Regions from separate parts of the Mus musculus genome. Here regions 1, 3, 4, 5 and 6 are each linked to region 2. The links are chromatin contacts, called in public HiChIP or PLAC-seq and promoter capture Hi-C maps. All regions are on one chromosome and are shown on one strand. Each heading gives the region's core, a stretch centred on a gene start, on an enhancer-like site or on the middle of the called end of the contact. The rest is flanking DNA. Distances are from core to core; before and after follow the strand shown.

Region 1 (2,927 bases), core at 225-2,724, 540 kb before region 2:
GTCCGACCTATCAAGGCAGATCTAGTTTACACCAAATACCTATACATGCAACGTACAAGCATCTTCAGGAAAACTGTAGGAAACCTAAAGAATGCTACATTGTTTCATGTTTTTGATAAAAAACAAAAACAAATGCATGTGCATACTTGTGCACAAGAAAAGGAAGAAAGACAACATGGTTATAGTTCAGTTGGTAGAGTGTTGCATGCATTCATGAAGTCTTGGGAGTAATAAACACACACTCTCTCATGCATGCAGGACTGTTGCGCCGAGCCTGTGGTACACACCTGAAATCCTAGCACATGGTAGGTGGAGAAAGGAGGATCAGAAATTCAAGGCCTGCCTGGGGATACTTGGCACGCTGTCTCAAAGAAAGAAAGGAGAGGAAAAGAGGGAAAAACAGAGAGAAAAAAATGGGGAGGGCTATGAATGAGAATGAATGAATATGAATCCCGAGAAAATCCTTCAAATTCTCTAGCGCTCCTACAATAAGATTTTAACTTTCGCAATCAGGGAAAAAAAAAAAAAGAAGTTAAGTCGACTCGGGCTTTCTAATCCAAGAAGCAACAGTTAATCTGGATTAAAGACTGCGAGCTGCTTAGCTTTAAACTCCGCGCAAGCACAGAAACAAATCCTGCCATACTTGGTTTGGCAGAAGGCTGCAAGACTGCCGGCGCAGTATCAGCCTCTGCTCTCTGCGGCCTTAACAAGCGGAGCAAAGTTGTTTCATACAAACTTGGTCAAGTGCTTCTGCAGAAGAACTCGCCCAGCTTTCCCGTGACCCCGCCCCCGTGGCAATCCAAGTCCCCAACACCCTACGCGGGACCCCTTCCCTTCTCGAGGGGCTCCGGAAGCCAGCCCCCTAAATCTGAGCTCCTCAGCTCCCCACCACGCGCCTTCACCTTCAACACCGCCTTGGGCTGGAGGGAACACAAAGTACAGACCAGACGTGGCAGCATCCGCCCCAGAACCCCCTGACCTTGCACGAGCCGCTCCGCCTTGCCCAGCCTCAGTTTCCCAACACGCTGCTCTCGCTGGCTGCAGAAAGGCTTCGTCGAGGCAAAGGGCTCTGGGCTCGGTGCGCATACCTCCTTCTCTCCTAGGCGCCGGGACCATTACGGTCTCCTCCGGTTTTGCGGTGTCCCCAAACCCGCCCCGGTCACCCCGGCCCGGTGCCCATACCTGGGAGCTGCTGTCCTGGGGCAGGTTTTTCACTAGGATTTTCCGCCGGTTGCTCAGCTCCCGTCGCATCCGCTGCAGCCGTGCAGCCACCTCCTGGGGGTGCAGCGCAGCCACCTCCCCCGGGCGCAGCGCGGGCTCCGCGGCCTCCCCCGCCGTCCCAGCAGAGGGTCCGGATCCCGAGCCCGCGCCCCCCGCGCCGCCTCCCCGCGCCGCCATCTTCCCGGCGCCCCGCTGCAGACTCGGAGAGGCCGGAGCGAAGCGGGAGAGAAAGCGGAGAGGCCGCGCGGGGGCGAGGCGGGCCGGACGCGGAGCAAGGGCGCGCGGGCGGGGGAGGCGCCGCAGCCGCCGACGCGGGAGGGGCGGAGCCCGGAGACACGCCCTATCCAGCCACGCCCCCGACGCTCCGCCCCCTCCCCCTGCAGGACACCTGCGGAATCTAGGACGCGGTAACATGGTGGGACTCGAACCCCTACCAACACTACCCCTAGCTCGCCGCGCTCGGCCTCGCCTCTCAAATCCGAGGGCCTCAGGCGCCACTGCGCAGGCCAGAGAACTCCTGGCCTCAATTCTGACACATCAAGAAGTGCGCATTTGGCAAAGTTAAGTTTTCGATGAAAAATAACATATGAGATTTATCTAAAAATATTCTGGGGGAAGGTTTGGTATTATTTAGTAAGACCTGAGCATAACAAATTTTCCTGGTTGTGTATAAGAAATCATTATCTTTCATCGGTCCCTTTGCGGCCTAAGATGACAACCTGGCTAGTTGTATTTGCAACACAAATCAAAGCTGAAACAAAGACTAGGACAGCTTCGGCAGAAGGCAGGGGAATAAGTTCCTTGATTATTTGAATTGAAACTTGGAAGGAGACATACTGTGGAAAGATATACCTAGTTAAAGTGAGATCTACAAAATATAATAAATACCCTTCAACTCTCACCAGCTGTAATGACTATTAGCAAATAGGAACACACACCTTACTTAAGTGTGCCCCATGAAAATGCACAAAAAAAAAAAAAAAAAAAAAAAAGCCTGTTTAACCCAGCAAGTGATCTGTTAAAGGAAAATGCTTTAAATATCATGAAAGGGCTGGAGAGATGGCGTATCGCTTTAGGGCACTTGCTGCTCTTGCAGAGGACCACAGTACTAATTCGAGTACCCAAGTCAGATGGCTCACAACTACCTGTAACTCTGCCTCCAGCGGATCCAATGCACTTTTCTGGCTTCCAGAGAAACACACACACACATCAAATGAATAAAATCATAAATTCAGTACTGAGCAGGTGCCACCCACATATTTCTAAGTATGTTACAGTGCTTCCCTTTAAAAAAAATCCAATTAGGCAAAGCTTATTTTCTTCCCATTACACATGAAGAAATGGAAGCTGGTGTGATTAGGCTCAATGTTCTAAATATTATAAAAATAAGTCATCTGTAATCACTCTACCCCAAAATTACGGTTAATAGTCCTCAGACTGTTCTAGAATACTTACATCATTAACATGAGTGAGGGCGGTGCCCCAGTATTTACAACCCTATTCCCTAGACACAGAGAGAAGATCCAATAGGCCTATTACAGTCTGTACCCACAGTGGAATATTGTTCAGCTATAAAAGGAAGGCGAAGGCTGCCAAAAGGTAGGTGAACCTCCAGATCATTAGGTGAAAGAAGATAGAGACGACAGTCACTCACTGTGTGATTCTTCTCATCAGGTAAATCCACAGAGCAAAACCAAGAGCTAGGC
Region 2 (2,700 bases), core at 135-2,634:
ACCCAGGGAGGACGGGGACAGGAGAGACACAAAGGGGCAGAGGGGTCTTGAAATTTGTACCCTAAATTCTAAAGGGTGAAATCACTGCCTCACAGTGCTTGTGGGACAGTTTTATAAGCTATGGCAGAAAAGTGTCCCTCCATGGCTTTCATCACATAATCCTTTCTCTTCCATAATGTAATTCTTTTTCTTGAAAATTACAGTGTTGTTTCCATTCTGGGATTTGTTTGTTTTTGCAGTGGTGGGGATAGAACCCAGGGCCTGGTGCCTGCCTACATTCCCCCCCCCCCCCCCCACACACACACAATGAAGCATGATAGAAAGGCAGAGAGAGAGAGAGTGTGTGTGTGAAGAGATGGGGTGGGGTGGGAGGAATAAGAATAGAGAAAATACTCCTCTCCTAGGAATTCAGTTGAAGCCCCTTGCCAGCAGGAAACCAAGAATGCCCAATTAACAATTGCTTAAAGCCTTTCTCGTTTCCCAGCTGTAAACCTGTAATTTTCTAGGAATCTCCCCAGAAACCCCATTTGCAGGGAAAGGACGCATGTGTACTAAACTCCTTGTACAACCCTAGGGACTCTGGTTTCCCTTTATCAGATTATAATTCCATCCAGTCTTCCTCCTGAACCACTTTACAATCTCACTTACCAAAGGAGAACAAAAGGGGGCCTGGATCCTCAGAGCAACCTTTTGAGATGTAACTTGAGAGTCACCAAAATGGATAATACGGAGACAATGGCCATGCTCCGTTGAGAAGCCTATGCCTTCGCCTTATTTTTCCTGCTTTCTCTTGAGAAACATGTAACCCACTCAGGTGTATTTGTCTTGTAATTCTCATGCTTAAATCTGTTACAATGTCTTTAACAAATTTTCCAACATTGCCTCATCGTGGGCACTGAAGCCAGGCATCCTGGTTTGGCCTGATTTAGGTCTCTCAAAATCTAGGAAAATTCAGGCTCTCGTGTGTCACTTGGTCCCCCTATCACTGATAAGGATGTACCTACTACTTGTTCTGCCTATGCAGAAGTCGACTTAAAAGTTGCCCATCTTCTCTGCATGGACTGTCGAATCCAGAAAAGACGGTACAGCTTCCACTAGTGTGTTCTGTTTGCATACAATACTATCTCATTCGGCCACAGAGCACCTAAAAGTCGGGTGAATATTCTTTGCTCATTGGTAGGGATGAAAGATGGCGTTCCATTAGTTAAGCCACTAGCCACTTCCTTCAATTTACTTACCTGTATGTCGCAAAACTAGCACGGGGCTAAGGAGCCGCTAACTTCTGACATCATGGTGATCCCAGCTGTGGCTGCACAGTTATGATCACCAGGGGAGCCTTCAAAAACTACCACTACCCAGTCCTACTGCCAGCTCTGATGGAGTTGGTTTGGGTGTGCCCTTTGTGTCGGAATCTTTACAAGCTCTCCAGGTGGCTCTAATGAGCAGCGGTGGCTGAGAGACTGGGCTCTGCAAGCAGGCGCACTGCCTCTGGCCTGGAAGGAAGGGCCTTTGGAAGACTCAAAGAATGAAAGTCTCCTGGGGTGAAAAGCAAGCGCCCCCTGATGCCGGAGGCTGTTTGGTTTGCCTGCTGACAGCAACAAGTACCAGGAAGCCTCCACTCAGCGCTGCGCAGCACGCTGCTCGCTGCTCGCAGCTCGCAGGAATTCCTTTCCTGGAACGTAAGCATTTCCGTATGGGGATCATATTCTGTCGTTAAAGAGCTGTTCCTACAACCATATGCATGGGTTTTCTCTCTGCCAAACCCTTTATTTGACATTTTATAGTGACGGGCAGAGAACAGTGGGGTCACTGGTACACTTCTCTATCTGATTTCCTGTGATTGTGAATGACAGTGACACACATTTCAGAAACTCTGCTAATCCTTCAGGGTTTGACTGTAAAGTCTCACACTATGCTGTGATGATATGCTGTCGTATTGTAAAGGCAGGATAGTGCCATAGGAAGGAAATATAGAGCCAGCCGTCTAGTCTAAGACTCTGGACCACAGTGCTAATAATTGAGAGTAGGCATGTGCACTGAGCTCTGGGCATGAGGCACACTCAAAGTGTTTCAGCCCTATAATGTATGTGATTATTCTCATTTTATATAAACAAGGCAACTGGGCCAAGGAGGGCAATAGACTTACCAATGTCACACAGTTAATGATAACAAAGATAAGTCATGGGAATTTGCCTCCAGAATTTACCTTCCTTATCAGTTTGTGAGATTTTCTCCTATGTAGATGACCTTAGTTAAATTACCTGATTTCTCCTAGTTTTATTATTATTTTTACCTGAAAAAGGGGATGGGGGTTACAAGAATGTCTAGCCCCTCAGGCAGATGTATTGCTATTTATGACATATATTAAGGTGTTCAGTAAATAAATATGGTTTGAATAAATCAAGCAATGATGAACTGGGGTAGTTAAAAGCATAGTATATACAGTCACACTCTAAGACTGTATTGTCAAAGAATACATCTATGATTGTTATGGACTTGATATCTAGACATAGCTTTTGTGGCTCGAAAAGCTGAAAAAGTGTTAACACCTAAATCAAAATTCAGCAACCTCCTATCCATAAAACGCAAAGCTCTTAGAAAAGCTGCACGAGATTTTAATAATCTCAGCATCGATAAAAAACAAAAGTGTATAGATGAAGTTAAAAGAGGTTTCCTGAGTATTTGTATTCTGAGTCATTG
Region 3 (2,700 bases), core at 192-2,691, 830 kb before region 2:
CTTTACCCCCTCAGCTGTCTCTCGGTCCAAACAAACTGGGGTCTAACACGGTATTTAGCTTAGACCTACCCTGTGTCTCTCACCTGTAAGTGGTAGCGCCCTAGTCAACGCTAAGGTCCACTTCTGCTTTCAATCATACGAGAGGCACGCAGAAGAGAAACAAAAGTGAAAGCTCTTGAAGGAACACACACAAGTAACCGAAAGCACCAAACTCTGTCACTGAGACCTGGCAGAGTTCCAGACATTTATCCTTTCAGCAACCGTGAACTCTGGGCACCTATCACGTCCTGTGAATGTGAATTAACACGGTAGAACACGAATCGGCCCAAAGCTCTGCAGCAGTCTTCTCAACCCTTCCTAGCACTGAACCTTTTATTTAAATTTCTACCTCAATAAATCCAGCCACGATGCACGCCCTCGCCCAACCAAACCAAACCAAACCAAAAAGCCCGCAACGCCACAAACCATCCCTAAGCTGTGCGTCCAGCTTTAGGAAAAGAGAAAAGGAAGCAGAAAGAAAATCTGAACTGGTCTGATTCCCCCTGCCCTCGCCATGTGGGGGTCCTCGGAGCGAACTGTTTTACAACTTAGAAAATGCAGCGGTCTTCCGATTCTGTTATTTGAATGGACCACTGAGCCACTGGAGCCAGGCAAGGGCAGGCAGCCGGGTACCCAGCAGAAGGATGGAGCACAAGGCCCGCACAACCAGGATCCGCGGACCCTGATGATGGGAGGATGCTTGGAGCACCCCAGCCTCCGGCTCCTGGGCACGGAGAGACCGGCGCGCACGCGCGCACACGCACCACGTCCTTCGCCTGGAGTTGTGTCTCGTCTCCCTTTTGTTTTTCTCCCTTCCCGGTCATGAGACCCGGAAGTTTTTTTTTTTTTTTTTTTTCCTTCAATCCTGTCTCTCTCCCTTTTCCACCCCCCCCCCCCCTTCCCCAATCTATCACATGGCAAAGCTAGAATAAAAACAGAAAAATGGCGACGGTCACGTTGTGGCGAGCCTTGCTGCGTCATTAGATAATCCTCATGCAAATAGCGGGATGAACAAAGAAAGGGGGGCTCGGGACCCCCGAGGGCGCAGGTGGGTGCGGGGTGCGCGCGGCCGCGGGGGCGGCGTCCGTGTGCGCGCTCCGGGTGCTGCGCTCTCGGCCCCGGGCTGGCGGCGCGCCCTGGCCGGCCCGCGGGGCGCAGAGAGCGGCTGTGCGGCGCGCGCACGGCGCTCGCACCCGGGCCGGCCCCGTATCCCGGAGCCCGGAGACGACGGCGGGGGCGGAGGCTGCTGTTGGACGCCTTTGGGCGCTCGGCGCCAGCTCCGGTAGGCGGCGGACCGCGCGGGGCGGCAGCTCGGGGCCAGGCCCGGAGCTGTGGCGCACTCGCTTTTCCCCCCACCCCCGCCCGGTGGCTGGGCGCTGGCGCGGTTCCCTCGCCGTCCCGCGGCCGCTGGAAATAGAGCCGGGATGTTGTTTACATGACGGATCCGGCGGGAGGAGTCTGCGAGGAGGAGGCGGAGAGAGGAAGAGCGGAGTCCCCGCGGCGGCGGTGGCGGGCCGGGGTGCGGGCGAGCGCCGCGCGGTCCCCGAAGCCTGGACACGGGAGCCTAGGGTAGGCAGGCGGGGGCGCGGGCTGCGGGAAGGCTGTCAGAGTGGGCTTTGCGGTACCTAGCCTGTCACGCAGACTCTTGGGGGGCAGGGGGAAGGAAAATGGAGAGAGGTTGGGAGAACCTCTGTTTCCCCTTACGTTTGGGAACGCCCCCCCTCTTATCCCCCACTCTTTCCCGCTTCTCCCTGGACTCACCTGTTTGTTTCCACCGCTCAGGGCTCTGGGTTTTTGTTTGTTTGCTTGTTTGTTTTAAACGTGCGCCAGAGGGGCTGGGCTTATTACTATTATTTGCGAAATTATTGGGAAGGCGAGAGGGTGTTGCTGTAATCGATCCTAGTCCAGGTCGGTTTTCAGGAGGGGGAGGGGACTTGGCGAAGACCCCGGCTCCTGGCCGCAGCTGACCCCGGGGCTCCTCCCCGCCTTCCCGGTGAGGAATCCTTTCCCTTGCCCCGCGAAGCCAGCTGCCACCTTCCTGGAGAAAGACCACACCTATGCTTCTTCCCGCTTTGGAGGCGAGGTGAGCTAAGAAGCCAGACAGTGCCCTGCCCACCAGAGCTTGGCCAGACCTCGACACCCCAGAATTGGTAAAAGGCGCTTCTTTTCACCTGCTGATAGCGTTGGTACGTCAGCCCTCTCTAGTCCCCAGAAGTTGCAATTCACAGTTTACGTTAAAATTTGTCTCTTTCTTCACCCTTCTTCCCACCGGCAATGAACTGTTGAGTTTAAGTTGAAAAAGAGAGGTGTCTCCCGCCCTGCCCCTAGTGAGGGTTTTTTTTTTTTTTAATTCCACAGTAGGTCTTCCACTCAGACCTGCACTTCTCCGGTCTCCTCTATCTCCCACTAAACTTAGCCCAGAGCCAGGCCTAAGCTTTTATTCCCTGTGGGCCGCACCCTGGCCCCTTGCCTTTCTACCGAGCCAAATGCTTCTCAAAGCAGAAGGCACACCCAGCCCCAAGTCTCTTCCAAGAGGGAGGGAAGAAGAAAGGATTTGGGGGGGGGTGTCCTCAAGTTCCGGTTTCCAAAACCCCCGTAGCATTCTCCTCCCGGAGCCTCCTGAATTCTTCCTAACAGCTGTTTTCTGCAGTGCCTTTTGCT
Region 4 (2,700 bases), core at 32-2,531, 700 kb after region 2:
ATTTAATCCTTTCTACACTGACCAGGCACTTTTTGTCCATTTTACAGATGATGAAATTGAGGGACAGAGATGTCACCCAGTCAGTGGTAATTTGTGAAATCTCAGTCATTTCTTCTTTTAATGTGAATGAAGGTTTATTGAACAAAGGCTACTATGCAGGGCAAAATTGTTCTGGTGGTCTAATGGCTTCCAACATTGCTTTATCCTGCGTTGACTTCTAAAAATACATTCCAATCTAATAAATTGAATAGTTCAAGTTGAACAATAAGATGACACAGGTAGGGTCCCCTTCAGGACTCATTGGATTCATACTCAGGAGGCCTAAATCACTGGCACCTTCTTGAATTATGTAGGTCTTTTACACTTGGGAAAGAAAGATAATAATCGCTTATCATGGATGAAGTACCCTATTTATAATACACAGACCGCCTGCCTGACACTTTCATATTACACCAGATTTAGAAGGACCCCATAGGGATGTGGTGTCACAGTCTGGTTACTGCAAATTGGTATCACCATAATTAAACATCGGTTTTAAACACATATGCGTGCGCGCCATCTCACAAACGGGAAAGAAAACTATTCCAATAAGGAAGAGCAAGCACTCGGCTTACAGCAAGCAATTTAAAAACATTTTTAAGGATCTTCAAGTGCTCCTTCCAAATGGGGTTATTCTCACATGAAAATCCCTGGACAGAAATGTTCCAGAATTCTATTCTTTCCCTTCCTGTGAAGACAGTCCAAACTGAAGCTTAAATAAATATATAATTGCACCCCTAGGGCTCGGAAACCACCTTTTATTTAAAATTCTAGCCCAAGTCTGAGACAGGGGCCTGGAGAGTATATTGTAGCAAACGGCTCCATAAATAACTAGGCACACAATAAGCAGGAAAAATAAACTGTTAAAAGCGCCTAAGGCGTCTAAAGGGCCAAATGAAAACAGAGAGCCATCCAGTCACCGTCGCTGCACCGTGAAACAGTCACAACTAATCCCAGACAAGCTCTCTCCGTTTTTTGTACTCCTCTGGCCACGATGCTGCATCCCCTTGTGTGTTTCGGGGCATGCACCGGCTCTTAGGAGGACACAGAAGTAAACGTAGCAGATGGGAGAGGCGGCCGCACAATGAAGAGCAGAGCGAGCGACAGAGCAAGAGAGAGGCTTGGTGGCTACCTAATTTCAGCTCACAAACCAAGAAGAGCAGCCAATTTTCGTTAGTAGATCCGCGAACCTCTCGGCGCAACCGGACAGACCTCCGCCTTTTTTAGATTACCATAGCAACTGCGCCTCGCCGCCACCGGAAATAAGAGGCAGAGCACCTTCCAAACGCTCCGACCAGAGATTTGTGGACCATTGACCGAGAGAGAACAGCCATGGCATTGTAGCTTATCTGTTGCGAGGCTGGCATGTCCACAATAGTGAGGAGGGTCGTGCGCTGCATGCGGCTGGGGCTAAATGGATTCTGGCCTTAGACTCCCTGCACCATTTCCTTGAACACGTTCAGGCTCTTTCTCGCGCGGAGACTGTTTCCGGCGAGCTGCATACGGGGTGACACCTCATCCAGCGCTTACTACGCGGGCTTTTTATGCTTCCGCGTTTGCGGTTTCTCAGTTGGTTCTGTCCAGCAACGGAGTCCCGAAATGCCGTAGGTATCCCTTCCCCAGACGTTGCTGTTTTGTGGGCCCTCTATGAGCAAAAAGAGTATACAGGAAGAGTATGCCGTCCCATGGTCACCTTGTCTTTTTTATTTCTATAAACTTTTCTCTGTTGACAGCGTCGGGATGCTTGGTATTCCCAACCTACCTCTACCCTTCCAACACTTCTTTGACTCTTAAAACTTCACATCATTGTGTAAGCTGCGGGCTAAATCTGAGTAATGTCTAACTTGAAATGACTAAGAATGAAAGAGTATATTAAGTAAACATTTCTCTGTAATTTGTAGAATTTTTAAATGCTTGTTAAGCATTTGTGTAGTGAGTTCTCTGAAACTCGGGAGAGATTTCATGGACTGAATGGATTTCAGGCACTGAAAGATTCTTAAGATTATCACTTAGCAACTCAGTAATAAGTGATTTACTTTTCTTACTTATAAAAATAAGCTTGAAAAAAGTAAAAAGTGGGTTTGTATTGGGTCATCTTTAAGTTACAGCCCAACCCCAATAATGTGATTACCGAAAATGACCATAGTAGAGATGGGTATTGTGCTAGACTGCTACCCTTCGGCTACCCTACATAGGCTATATAAAGCACAGTTAGCGGTTGTATAAACAGGTTTTTTTTTTTTTTTGTTTTGTTTTGTTTTTAAAAAAAACAGGGTCTTTTTAAAGAATTTGAGGGAGGAGGAAGACCTAACTCTTGTAATACTTCTTTGGCTACCCCCGTACCAGGCTGATTTAGGTACTTCCTGCTAGGGTAACATTTTCCTGTTTGAGTAAAATGCAAACTAAGATATTATCGGGGATACTTGTGTAAGATATGAGCTGACATAAAAGAAGGAGGACCTTCGGAAATAACAATATTTATTAACTCACCATTCTAAAAAGGTTTATCTTTTAATGCATTAGAAAAATGTCTATTATAACATTGCTGGCAAAGATGAGGGAACAAAACTTAAGCAGGAAAAGAATGAAAATGAATTTGGTGTGTAAACTATGTTCCTGATCTGTTTACAGAAGTGAGGAACCAAAATCTATTGGAAGTGG
Region 5 (2,757 bases), core at 103-2,602, 860 kb after region 2:
TGCTATGTAGACCAGGCTGGCCTCCATCTTAGAAGATCTGTTGGTCTCTATCTTCTAAGTCCTGGACTTAAAGGATTGTATCATCACACCCAGGTACTACTTGTTATTTTTTGTAAAAATCAGGAATAATTGCAAGCATTATGACTGAGGAGAACTATAACTTACTGAAGCAGACGTTTCTTCACTGTACAGATTACATCACTAGTAGGTGGGAGGTCTGAGCCAGGCAAGTCCAGTTGCCATTGTGCTTCTGACTTTCAGAGAACTTGGGAGATCACAAGAAAGCTCTGTGAGAATGGAAAGCTAGCAACAAATGTAGCTCAGTGGCAATGGAGTTCTTAGTATTCCAAGAATTAAAAAGGAAGGGAGGGAGGAAAAAAGGAAGGAAGGAAGGAAGGAAGGAAGGAAGGAAGGAAGGAAGGAAGGAAGGGTGGGAGCAAGGGAGGGAGGCCAAGTTAGCATTTCAAATATTACAGCAGGAGGCTGGGTGCGGTGCCTTTATTCCCAGAATTTGGGAGGCAGAGGCAGGTGGATCTCTGCAAGTTCCAAGAGAACCAGATCCACTTAATGAGACCCTGTCTCAAAAAAGGAAACAAGGCAAAACAAAAGCAGACAAAAGAAAACAAACCAACTCTGGCTCAAAAATCAAAATAAGAGCGGGACATGGTGGCGCATGCCTTTAATCCCAGCACTCGGGAGGCAGAGGCAGGTGGATTTCTGAGTTCGAGGCCAGCCTGGTCTACAGAGTCAGTTCCAGGACAGCCAGGGCTATACAGAGAAACCCTGTCTAGAAAAACCAAGAAAAAAAAAAAGAATCAAAATAAACAAAAGTAAGGCAGCAAAGTACAACATTTCTTTACCTTTCCTATGTATAAAATAGTGCACAGCTCAATAATTGTCCCAGACCATTACTAGGCTGTCTTCCTCTGCTCTCCTGCTCCACATGACAGCATTATATTTAGTGACCAAATGGCCAATATGAGCCAATGCGCCATGGCCATTTGAAGTAAGAGTGGCTGGCCTGAAGAACGTTATTGTGGGTTCCATTTGTGCAGACTGTGACAAGTCAAGGAAGTTCTAAGCTCTTGTTATCATTTTTATTACATCCATTGATTGTGTACATACGCACACCCAGGGGAGCTTGTCAGGGCATATGTATGAAGGTCAGAGGACAACTTGTGGAAGTAGGTCCTGAAGTCAAACTCCTATTATCATTGTTTCTTCCCCTTCCCCCGGACACCCCACCTCTGCTCCCTGGCTCTCTGGATGCCCTGGAACAAGGGGTGTGCACTAAGCAGTCCTCAAACTTGCAGAGCTCCACCTGCTGTACCTGTACTTGAGTGCTGGGATTCAGGTATGTGCCACCACGCCCAACTCCCTTTGTTTGCACAAGACCTACAATGCAGCCCATGACTTCAGTTTCCCTAGGGCACGGGTTACCAGCACGAACAACCAGGCCTGTTAAAGAATCCACATTTTTAAGGAGATTCTTTTGTCTACTTGGGTCTACAACCTTTTGGTCTTTATCAATGACAGAATTGCATTCCTATAGTTCTAGAGGGAGCCAGCCTGTTCCTGAGATAGATTCAGTGTGAGAAATGGCTTCCTTGAACATGGCCATCTGCTCAGAGTGGTTTTAGAAGGTAGAAGAGATTTCTCTGAGATATCCTCTTTCTTCCCTCCCTCCCTCCCTCCCTCCCTCCCTCCCTCCCTCCCTCCCTCCCTCCCTTCCTTCCTTCCTTCCTCTTTCTCCTCCTCCTCCTCATTATTATAATCTTCTTTTTTTGAGACAGGGTTTCTCTGTGTAGCCCTGCTGTCCTGGAACTCTCTCTGTAGACTAGGCTGGCCTCAAACTCAGAAATCTGCCTGCCTCTGCCTCTCAAGAGCTGGGATTAGATGTGCCACCTTGTCTGGCTTGATTAATTAATTTTAAAAATATCATTTAATTTTATATGAATTGAGTATGTTATCCATATGGGTTTATATGCCCCAGAAAGGTGCTTTTGAGTGGTTGTGAGCCACCAATGTGGTTTCTAGGAACTGAACCTGGGTCGGCTGGCTATAAGAAGAGCAAGCACTCCGAATGCTGGGCCTTCCCTCCAGCTGGATTTTAAAACAATTATTACCTACTTTCTTGGATCGTACTGTCTATGATAACTCCATTTTATGTTGCCATTATAGTATATACCTAAGTTGTACAGCAAGGCTGTTTTATCTACATACACAAGGTGAAAGGCTTAGGACAGCCAAGCAGGAAGAGCATTGATCCTCTTCACCTGCACGCAGGAGTCACTGACGTGCAGAAGGTCATGCCTCCTGCCAGTGTCACCTTGTGGGTTAGGATTTCAACACAGGAAAAGTGGGATTGTTTGACATAGGCTTTCACTATGTAACTGGGACTCAAACTCTATGCAGCCCAGATCCTCCTGCCTCAACTTCTTCACTTCCCGAATCTAGGGATTTTGGTGTGAACTTTCATACCTGTCTCTTCAAGGTCTGGTGGAACAAAACCACTGAGCCAATTTCGGGTGGGAAATGAGAAGCTGAATGTAAATGCTTTTCCCACCCACTTCCCTGCAGCCCACGTGTAGTGAGGATTCGGGGCCACTTCACATTGGGATGTTCTTGTCATTTTCTTTTTTCTCTTACTTTTTCACTGAGACTTGGTTTAACTTGATTAACTAAACTGTTTGGCAATGCCTTAACCAGAGTATCATTTGTAGTTCAGGGTCTCAAGTGGTTTCATGGAAGCTACCT
Region 6 (2,777 bases), core at 190-2,689, 810 kb after region 2:
CTTGTCGAATTGACAGTAAACTAGCCAGCACACATGTATGGTACTACAAATTAATAAAAAAAATAAATAAATTGAGCTAGAGAAAGTAGCCAAGGAACTAAAGGGATCTGCAACCCTATAGGTGGAACAACATTATGAACTAACCAGTACCCCGGAGCTCTTGACTCTAGCTGCATATGTATCAAAAGATGGCCTAGTCGGCCATCACTGGAAAGAGAGGCCCATTGGACTTGCAAACTTTATATGCCCCAGTACAGGGGAACGCCAGGGCCAAAAAGGGGGAGTGGGTGGGGAGGGGAGTGGGGGTGAGTGTATGGGGGACTTTTGGGATAGCATTGGAAATGTAAATGAGGACGATACCTAATAAAAAATTAAAAAAAAAAAAAGAATTGAAAGAACACCCTGCATTGTATTTAACCATACATTTTTAAAGCCACAGATCAACAACAGAAACAACAACAACAAAAATTACCTAAGGGGGTAGGGTTAATGAGGAGGGGGGTTCTCTGGAGAGGTCTTGTGAGATGAAATGAATATTGTTATTTGAACTGAGAAACAGAAAAAGATACGTTCCCTGGGTGAGTGATGAGCAACAAGTTCCAGTAGAATTATGTACAGTATGGTTCTGCAAGCATGTTATTCCAACAAACGAGCTTATGAGGAAATGCCATTCACTTGTTATTCAGAACAAAATTGCTATGCGAGCAAAGATCATTTCTAGTCCTTTCAATGTCCTTCCATCCTTAGAGTTCGGTTGGCAGAAAGCAGGAACCCACTTGACTAGAGAAGGTAGTCGGGGTGGACAAATGTGGGCAGGAGAAGGGAGGAGAGAGTGAGGGATACTACATTTTCGGAAGTCCTGTGTGAAACACAGTGAAACACGAGGTCTCACCGTGTTGCTCTGGCTAGCCTAAAACTCTCCAATGTAGAACAGGCTGGCCTGGAAACCTGAGATCCTCCTGCCTCTGCCTCCCAGTGCCACCATTCGGGCTATCTCCCCCTTAAACAGCAGGCGACTGCTGTGCCACCTGCAAGAGCAGCTCAGCAACTTTCTCAGGAGGCCACGCACAGATAGCAGGCACATCCCGACAAGGGGCCAGACCGTCAAGTCCCAGACTTCTTTTTCCTGCTAAGGTACCCTCGGGACATCAGCCTCGGGAGGGACAGACCCACAGGACGGCGGGGACAGGGTCGCCGAGGCCAATCCGGCCAGGCCGCGTCACTTCTGCAGGACAGCCACACGCCGGGGATCTCGGGGATGGGCGAGACCTCCCAACAAGCCCCCGAGAAGCCCGCTCGAGCCGGCTGCCGGGACCTCCCGACGCCTGCCGCCTCCAGACCTCGGCAACCCCAGGCTCTTACCAGCCTCTGCTCTCCAGAATTGGCGCCCGCAGAGAACCAGCGAATGCGCCTGCGCACTCACAGCCCGAGGAGCACGCGCGCTCCCAGCGGCGCTCACGGGAGCGAGCCCGTAAGGCGAGGGGGCGGAGTGGTGGGCGGAGTCATCGTGGAGGGGCGGGACTGGGAGAGCTAGACTGCCACGTTGCGGGAGGCGGGGTGCAAGCCCTGGAATTCGAGAAGCCTGGCGGCTGGGGTTAGGTCAGGGGCAGGTGGAAAGCCCCTTGCTCCTCTTTCCCGGGACCACGGCCAAAGCTTGAGCGGCTGCTTAGCCCACGGATTCCTGTGAGGGGCGGCTCCTGCGCTCTTCGCACTGGCGAGCCCTTGGCCAGTCCTCATCCCGAGTGGCAGGTCTTCCTCCTGGGTCAGTGCCCTACAGCAGCCAGCCTACTTTCTTAGAGCTAAGCAAAGACTACTTGCCCCAGTAAAGTTGAGAAGTTACTTCTAGTGAGAAACCGTTTCTAGAGCCTCTGGGTTGAGCCTATGAGCAGCAATAGCTACACACGGTGACATTCTCACCTCTAGGGAGGCTGAGGCAAGAGGATGGAGAGTAAGAGGGTCAGCCTGAGATACACAGCAAGACCCTGTCCCTGACCCGCCAAAAAAAAAAAAAAAAAAAAAAAACTCCGTCCCAGAATAGACACTACATGCCCCATCAGGCAACTTGAACCATCCGTTCCCACATTTGCCAAAAATAATATCCCCCTCCTTCCCTCACACCCTGCTTTTGATTTGTGCCATTTTGTAGACACCAACTCTGACATAAGTGAAAACAAATATTGAGTATTGCTGGGGGAGGTGAATTGGGGGTGGGGGAAGAAGTATGTGTTACCTGTGTGTACTTGAAGAGATCAAAGGTCGATGCTGGTGTCTTTCTCTATCCATCCCCACCTTACATTTTGAGACAGTCTTTCACTCAACCTAGAGCTCACCTGTTTGACTACACTGGAGTCTCTGCTCTCACAAAATTCTCTTCAAAAAGCATTTCCCATGCAAAAAAAGAATAGAAAGCAGCACAATGAAGTGCACACTGTCACATTAGTAGTATACACACCACAGTCCATGGGAGTTAAGACAAGACTTGGACTCGGTGTAAACTATTAACTGTCAGGAAAGGCTTCTTCCTGAATGAGCCACCTTAGCTTTGAAAGAAAAATCAGACACAGGTGATAATGGATGTGTCAGAGGGAAAAGTTATGGTTAGACCAGGGTGAGAACTAGGAAGGGTCAATGGGACAGGGGATGTGTAAAGGTCTTTGTAATGTAGGAAGTGTGCAGGACAGCAAGGTTAAAGGAAAGAATATTATGGGATGGTCCCCAAGGTAGTGTGTTGGGAAGCTTGGAATCGACTTGGAAGAAGATGCTACACTGTAGTGAAT

What was found. Promoter capture Hi-C pulls out the DNA fragments that hold promoters and counts their contacts. HiChIP or PLAC-seq counts read pairs in DNA pulled down with a chosen protein or histone mark.
Region 1: a contact with region 2 is called in a promoter capture Hi-C map of liver, with 2.9 times the contacts expected there. The contact joins the promoter of Raver2 here to the promoter of Ube2uos in region 2. A contact is called at or near these places in 5 of 39 promoter capture datasets (cranial neural crest, embryonic stem cells, frontonasal cranial neural crest and 2 more) and 1 of 484 Hi-C or Micro-C datasets (embryonic stem cells).
Region 3: a contact with region 2 is called in a promoter capture Hi-C map of stem cell-derived epiblast-like cells, with 3 times the contacts expected there. The contact joins the promoter of E130102H24Rik here to the promoter of Ube2uos in region 2. A contact is called at or near these places in 1 of 39 promoter capture datasets (stem cell-derived epiblast-like cells) and 1 of 115 datasets of contacts at active chromatin or transcription factors (astrocytes).
Region 4: a promoter capture Hi-C map of hippocampal neurons shows a contact between it and region 2, with 5 times the contacts expected there. The contact joins the promoter of Efcab7 here to the promoter of Ube2uos in region 2. A contact is called at or near these places in 9 of 39 promoter capture datasets (the 3T3-L1 cell line, cranial neural crest, embryonic stem cells and 4 more), 2 of 115 datasets of contacts at active chromatin or transcription factors (astrocytes and embryonic stem cells) and 1 of 9 other capture datasets (embryonic stem cells).
Region 5: a contact with region 2 is called in an H3K27ac HiChIP or PLAC-seq map of embryonic stem cells, with 2.7 times the contacts expected there. The contact joins the enhancer-like site here to the promoter of Ube2uos in region 2. A contact is called at or near these places in 5 of 39 promoter capture datasets (the C10 cell line, HPC-7-derived erythroid cells, embryonic stem cells and 2 more) and 3 of 115 datasets of contacts at active chromatin or transcription factors (astrocytes, embryonic hindbrain and embryonic stem cells).
Region 6: a contact with region 2 is called in a promoter capture Hi-C map of stem cell-derived epiblast-like cells, with 4 times the contacts expected there. The contact joins the promoter of Alg6 here to the promoter of Ube2uos in region 2. A contact is called at or near these places in 2 of 39 promoter capture datasets (cranial neural crest and stem cell-derived epiblast-like cells).

Annotation. Positions count from the first base shown.
Region 1 is chr4:101,067,585-101,070,511 of GRCm38.p6, reverse strand. It overlaps Raver2 (ribonucleoprotein, PTB-binding 2), which reads right to left and starts at 1,474. Exons shown (of 12, transcript NM_183024.1): 1 at 1,183-1,474. The coding sequence starts at 1,398. It overlaps Gm35956 (a long non-coding RNA gene), which reads right to left and starts at 1,175. Exons shown (of 2, transcript XR_867959.2): 1 at 1-1,175.
Region 2 is chr4:100,526,573-100,529,272 of GRCm38.p6, reverse strand. Ube2uos (a long non-coding RNA gene) reads left to right here and starts at 1,384. Exons shown (of 2, transcript XR_867958.2): 1 at 1,384-1,679. The region is part of intron 7 of Ube2u (ubiquitin-conjugating enzyme E2U (putative)); the gene reads right to left.
Region 3 is chr4:101,354,989-101,357,688 of GRCm38.p6, reverse strand. It overlaps E130102H24Rik (RIKEN cDNA E130102H24 gene), which reads left to right and starts at 1,441. Exons shown (of 2, transcript NR_040708.1): 1 at 1,441-1,608. All of the region lies in intron 1 of 0610043K17Rik (RIKEN cDNA 0610043K17 gene), which reads right to left.
Region 4 is chr4:99,828,026-99,830,725 of GRCm38.p6, reverse strand. Efcab7 (EF-hand calcium binding domain 7) reads right to left here and starts at 1,281. Exons shown (of 14, transcript NM_145549.2): 1 at 1,172-1,281. Itgb3bp (integrin beta 3 binding protein (beta3-endonexin)) reads left to right here and starts at 1,568. Exons shown (of 9, transcript NM_026348.4): 1 at 1,568-1,643. The coding sequence starts at 1,639.
Region 5 is chr4:99,669,011-99,671,767 of GRCm38.p6, reverse strand. No RefSeq gene overlaps it. Among named protein-coding and RNA genes, the nearest start is that of Foxd3, 14 kb to the right of the region's middle. Within about 2 kb of position 1,352, at least 8 of the 459 cell types and tissues checked have an H3K27ac peak or open chromatin away from gene starts, as enhancers often do. A contact at or near this core is called in embryonic stem cells, where this site is marked.
Region 6 is chr4:99,714,292-99,717,068 of GRCm38.p6, reverse strand. Alg6 (asparagine-linked glycosylation 6 (alpha-1,3,-glucosyltransferase)) reads right to left here and starts at 1,439. Exons shown (of 15, transcript NM_001081264.1): 1 at 1,363-1,439.